Linked DNA regions of Mus musculus: region 1 is linked to region 2. A link is a contact called in public HiChIP or PLAC-seq data. All regions are on one chromosome and are shown on one strand. The core of a region is the stretch at or near the end of the contact, and the rest is flanking DNA. Distances in the headings are between cores, read along the strand shown. Region 1 overlaps Gm32543 (a long non-coding RNA gene). Region 2 overlaps Gm32543 (a long non-coding RNA gene).

Region 1 (3,106 bases), core at 73-2,572, 150 kb after region 2:
CTCGGTGTAGTTGGTCTTGCTGCCCAAGATGCTCTTGGGCTCCCCTTTCATGGGCCTCTTTCCCTTGCCTACATTTTAGAAGATCTCCCCTGTAGCTCTGAGTCTGTTCCGTCTCTCTCCAAGTATCTTGATTCTCTTCTTCCTGCCCTCTCTCTCCTTGACTGTGGAAACCTGGAAGTCCTACCTCTTTCTTTCCAGCCAGCCACTCGCCACTGGCATTTTTATTGATAGATCAAAAATCATTTGAGAGCAAGGACCTTCAGCATAAATAAACACAGATTCGCAATTAAATCAAAGCGTCAGAACCAGTCCTGTACATTTCTGAGCATGGAACTGGATCAGAACGTGGTGCGGACCCAGAGACAGCTCTTCAGAAGCTGTAGTTTGCATTTGCAGTTAAGTAAGCCTTGTCACCTTGTCATCTACTACTCTTCTCCCTTTAACCCAGTCTTTATTCCAGACTACGTTATACCAGAAAATATAAGAGGGGCCTCTGAATATTTACAAACTCAGTGTCTGCTTCTTCATATTTTCAGGTCACCATGACACCTCTGCCTAAACTTCACCTCAGGTTTTCTCTCCAGTGTCTTTTCAGCTACTGTTTCTACCTCTAGCTCAAATGGAATTAGTTGCTCCATTCTCTAAGAATTTCCCCGTTGAAAAACTTGACTACAGCTGAGGTCTTTATGCATGAGGTGAGGCCACAGGTATTTAACTGGCCTCTAGTTTGACTGTGTTTATGAGTGATGTCACCTATAACCACAATCAGGACCTGCTGGTAACAGAGTGAGTGGAAGATTGGTCTGTGTGTTTGAACCTGACCCTGCACTGGACTAGCCTGGAGTCCTTGCTCCATTAGAAGATACAGGCTGGGAAATTTCCTTCAGACAGTTACAGTAAAATACCTACTTTACTCAAACTAGGCTAACTGGCTGAGGGAGACACCCGTACTACTTTATATATTCAAAATCCATTCCACCTAGTGTCAGCTCTTCCATAACATGAGCTAGGGATATTTAGGCAGGGATTAAATGGAATCTTGATTACTGGTTAGAAGCCAGCAGTGGAATGGTAGAAGTTTCTATATCTGAGACCAGCGTGTCATTTAGGATACCTAGGTCAAGTTTCAGAGTATACATATTTCCCGATACATCTCAGCGGTCACTTGCTCAGTCCTTTAGGAAAGAATGTCACACACACACACACACACACACACACACACACACAATGTTAGTTATTCTACATGCTGCTGGGACCAAACGCTCTCAAAGCCAATGCAAGGAAGTAGTTTAAAGAGCACTGTGACACGTGACGCGTGGCATATGGGGAAGTACATTAAACAGAAGACTAAACACCATGCCCATTCATGTTATGGAGACAGAGAGAGTCTGAGAGGAACTGATCGCTAAAAGACCACACAGAACTGAAATGTGCACCCTCCATTTCCAGTCTTCGTCTTCCTGGATCAGTCACGTGCATTCTTTGTTCCCTGGTAGTTACTGAGTGCTGCTTTTCTGTCACAAACAGACAAGCCTGCAGAGTGGTATCTCGTGCTAGAAAGGTTCCATTCCATTGTGTATGTCAGCAAGGTCTCTGTGAGCACTGATAGATGATATCTTGGAAACAATACTGAATTAGACTTCCTGCGTCACTCGGAGGTGTGAGTTAACCGCTGATTCTTTACCTGGGAAATAGATCAATTATACACTCCTCATTTATCCAGCAAAGATTAGCTGAACATATGCTGCGTCTCAGGCTCTGAGTGTAAAATGATGTGCAACAAAGAGCTTTTATACTTGAGCAGAGAGGACAAGATAAGTGTGGGACCCATGGGATTCTGGAGCAAATAAAGGAGAACCACTTAACTGGGTCTACACGTACAGAGGAAGCTAGCCCAGCAGGGAGTGGGGATGGGCAGAAAGTGAGTGAGGGGTTAGACATCTGGAAAGAAGTGGAGCATTGCTGATTCACAGAGGTCAAAGGGAAGACAGAGAGAGATAGGTCTGTGACAGAATGTCACATACTGTGTTAGTCATTCTACATGCTTCTGGGACAAGAGGCCTGACAGAGCCAACCTGAGGAATGAGTGGCTTATTCTGGCTCACAGTTTAAGCTCATGCTGCAGAAGTCATGGTAGCCGAAGCCTGAAGAGAGAAATGATGCTGCTGCTCGACTCACTCTCTCCTTTTCATTCAGTCTGACAGTTAGAGTAGGTTTTCCCACCTCAACTAGCCTAATCTAGAAAACTCCTCACTAACGTGCTCCAGGTTGTTTCCCTGGGGATTCTAGATGGCATTAAGTTGATGAACAATATCAATCCTTACATATCATCCAGTCTACCTGCTGGCAATGAGTAATACACCGGGTTGTTGTTTTAGCACAATTCTTCCAATAGCAGAATAGAGAATGTCCTAGAGGGCTTTGTCCTAGAAGCATGAGGATTGATTCTAAGACTGCTGCCATGGTAGTTGAACCAGTCATAAGTGGACAGTCTAGATACCATAAATAGATTGATGGCAATAATTTGGAGATTGTGTTGTAGTCCAGACATGAGATGTCTCCACAAGAGTTCATGTGTGAAAGACTCAGTCCTCTATACAAGGTTCAGAGCCCAGCTCCTAGGAAATAACTGTTTCATTATGGCAGTTTGAGTATGCTTAGTCCATGGGAAGTGGCACTATTAGGAATGTGGCCTTGTTGGAGGAGGTGTGGCCTTGTTGGAGGAGGTGTGGCCTTGTTGGAGGAGGTGTGGCCTTGTTGGAGGAGGTGTGGCCTTGTTGGAGGAGGTGTGGCCTTGTTGGAAGAGGTGTGGTCATTGTGTGGGTAGGTTTTGATATCCTATATTCAAGCTCTACCCAGTTCAGAACAGAGATTCTTCTCCTGTCTGGCTTAGGATCAAGATGTAGAACTCAAGATGTAGAACTCTTCACAGCAATAAAACCGTAACTAAGGCAGTCGTAAAGGCATGAACATAATTAATGGATTAATACATCAACTGACATAACTGAATGGATTGTTGGGAGATTAGGCTTGACTGGAAGAAATAATATCCTGGGAATGTACCTTGGAAGGGTCTGTCTGGCCTCACCCTTGTTCTCTGTCTCTG
Region 2 (2,852 bases), core at 259-2,758:
GGGTTGGGGTAATGGATGGGCAGACAGACAGATGCTATGTAGAATAACATTGTTTTGAGGACAAAGGTTATATTTTGACAAAACTAATTTAGTGTTTTCTGAAGCATATTTTTGGAGTCCAAATGACTATTCTTGATGGAATCTCTCTAAACAGGCCCTCATTTTTGCTTAGACCAGATCATTCTGACTGACAAATAGAGTTTTTCTTCTTTGTTTAAAAGTCTTGGCAGAAATGTATGACTGCCGCAGCTATGGATTCTTTCGTCCCCTTATATCCTCTGGGAAAAGGGCCTACTTTCCAGGGGCAATCATAGTAGATCTTCCAGAAGCCATAAAACTAATAAGGCAATAAGGACATCTAAACTCCAGCAGTTTTGAAGAAAATGACTTCTTAAAACTCTGTTTCTTTTAGAGTTGCATGAGATCAGCATGGTAGGAAGGTTGACAAAGTAGACAGGGTCAGAGGTATATGCATTTCTGTGAAGAAGGGACTTAATTCACAAGGAATTTTACTAAAATCAATGCAGATCCACCAACTGTATGACTGCAAATTTGCTTAAGAATTTAATCATTTGTTGAAATTTAGTATTTCTGACTTCCTGAGAATAGTATTTCCAAGAAGACCCAAGATTATTCCAAAATCTGGATAATTTTAGATTTGTCAACCTCTTGTAAGTGGAAAAAAAATCAGATGACAAAAAAAATAAAAAACAATGAAAACATTTTAATTTTATGGTTTTTACACAGACTGATTAGTTTGTGGTAAATTATGACTTTTCTTTTTAATCAACTCCAACTCTAAAGTTGGCTGGACCAAGTACGTAGACGAGAGCTGCGCTGAACTTGGCTTTGGCTTCTTTTTTCTGTGCTGTCTTCTTAAAGGCTGTAAGTAGAAGCCTGGGAAATGCAAGGGAGGTTTTTAATCTTTCTCTTTCTTTTTTGAAAGCGCAGAATTTGGCCTGGAGGTTGGCTATTTGCATCCAGTGGGGTCTTGAGAGATGCTGTACTTTATCTCATCCTCATTGTGAAAATGTGAGCACACATATGAGGATGCAAACACATCCACAGTCGCTGAACGCAGCATTAGAAAATGTAGCTGTTCCAAACTGAATTATCATTGGGGGTGACGTTCGCTTTCTGAACCTTGAAAAACTTTAGTGGGGGAAAAAAAAACCCTGGTAATACAAACCACATGGTTGCCTCATTCTCCCGCCGTTCTTGGCAGAACAAGTGCTGCCTGGCAACCTCGCTGTCAGCTGGGCCGAGTAATCATAGCAGTATTGCCCTGTCGTTAAATCTAATGCTTTCTTTCTGAGAACTCATCAGTGGATGCTTTTTCTTCTTATCAGTCTTCTTGGTAATGTTTGAACAGGGCTTCTGTGCATGAAGAGAACACATCCCTGTAGAAGGAGTTGCTGAAATAATAAAACACACACACACAAGTGCTCTAATGACTCTGAAAGGGGAAGTTTTTTAAAAAAAAAAAAAAAAAAAAAAAGAGGAAGAAGAAGAAGCAGCTTGCAAGGAGTGCTTTCCTCTTGCTTGTTGCTTTGGACTTTGGCCCCACAGAGGCCTGTAACCCAGCCTGACCTTACTGGCCAAATTCCAGTGTTTTCCTCAAGCCTTCCAGAAGAGCCTTTCTCCCTATGGAAACTTGAAGGGCAAGCTTTGAATATATGAAATTCTGAAATCAGAATGTAAAAACTTATGAGAAAAAAAAAGAAGTGTTCTTGTATTTGGTCCTGGTTATCAACAATATAAAAGGCATAAAAAGGCAGTACTTTAATTTTAGCATACTTAAAAGGAAAAGAAAATATGCCTTTGAATCAACCCAGTAGGCTGAATTAGAGTTAAGATGATACAATTATGATAAAGCGTGGTGGCACATACCTTTAATCCCAGCACTTGGGAGGCAGAGGCAAGCAGATCTCTGAGTTTATGGCCTGATCTACACAGTGAGTTCCAGAGCTCACAGAAAACCCCTGTCTCAAAAAAAAAAATCAAACCAAACCAATCAAAAACAAGCAAACGAAATGTTATAATAATGGAGTGTTTGAAGGCAGCCTTCCAGGAAAGGGATACTACTAGAGCAGCCACAGCCACAGGGAGCACGGCTAAAACAATACTACAGTCAACATGAAATTAAAATCCACCTGGCCGAATGTTTCTTTGGACAAATGCATCAACAAGGACTTCATTGAACTTTTCTATTCCTTTTGAATTCAACAAAGTAACATATAAAGTGGCCAGTCAAGCTCCTGCACAGAGCTGCCTGTGCTCTGAGATCCCGGGCAGGAGCTCCGAGCCAGCCCTTAAAGGCCTATGATGCTCACCAGTGCTTCACAGGCCTTCTTTCTTCTTCCTTCACTTGTCATTACTTTGGCTTCTTCTCGAGTACAGTGACTCTGAAGAATCTAGAAAGAAGGTGGCTTCCAGCTCAGCAGCTACAGAAGGTCTGGAGAGCACTAGCCTTGGTGAAGAAAACTTGCTCTCCGTGGTCCTTGAACCCACGACTCTGAGTGTGCTCTAAGCTAAGTGTGTGATGACCCAGAAGGAACAACGAAGGTCTTCACCGGCACGCAATCCAAGGGCAGCCTTGTTCCAACTTTGTGTCATGGGTGACGTTCTTCCTGGTAGAATGGAACATTTTAGACTGCATTTCTTTGATGGAGCTTTAAAACCTTGCAAGATCCATTTGTCCTTAAAAGCTCAACTTCCTTCCTGTTGAGAAGCTCCATAAATAAAGATTGCCAGCATGTGGGTAGAGTCAGGGTCGCTTGATGCTTCCAAAATCCTTGTGGTCCTTGTGGGCTTCATAGTCTTTCTAGAGGGGGACGGCATCTGTAAGGCTT

Evidence for each region. HiChIP or PLAC-seq counts read pairs in DNA pulled down with a chosen protein or histone mark.
Region 1: an H3K27ac HiChIP or PLAC-seq map of microglia shows a contact between it and region 2, with 4 times the contacts expected there. The contact joins two enhancer-like sites. A contact is called at or near these places in 1 of 484 Hi-C or Micro-C datasets (nephron progenitors), 6 of 115 datasets of contacts at active chromatin or transcription factors (a beta-TC-6 cell line, bone marrow-derived macrophages, embryonic stem cells and 3 more) and 1 of 9 other capture datasets (embryonic stem cells).

The regions. Positions count from the first base shown.
Region 1 is chr10:17,668,264-17,671,369 of GRCm38.p6, forward strand. The region is part of intron 1 of Gm32543 (a long non-coding RNA gene); the gene reads right to left. All of the region lies in intron 2 of Gm32656 (a long non-coding RNA gene), which reads left to right. Among named protein-coding and RNA genes, the nearest start is that of Gm32656, 10 kb to the left of the region's middle. Within about 2 kb of position 1,323, at least 32 of the 459 cell types and tissues checked have an H3K27ac peak or open chromatin away from gene starts, as enhancers often do. A contact at or near this core is called in bone marrow-derived macrophages and microglia, where this site is marked.
Region 2 is chr10:17,520,888-17,523,739 of GRCm38.p6, forward strand. The region is part of intron 3 of Gm32543 (a long non-coding RNA gene); the gene reads right to left. Among named protein-coding and RNA genes, the nearest start is that of Gm32656, 140 kb to the right of the region's middle. Within about 2 kb of position 1,509, at least 119 of the 459 cell types and tissues checked have an H3K27ac peak or open chromatin away from gene starts, as enhancers often do. A contact at or near this core is called in bone marrow-derived macrophages and microglia, where this site is marked.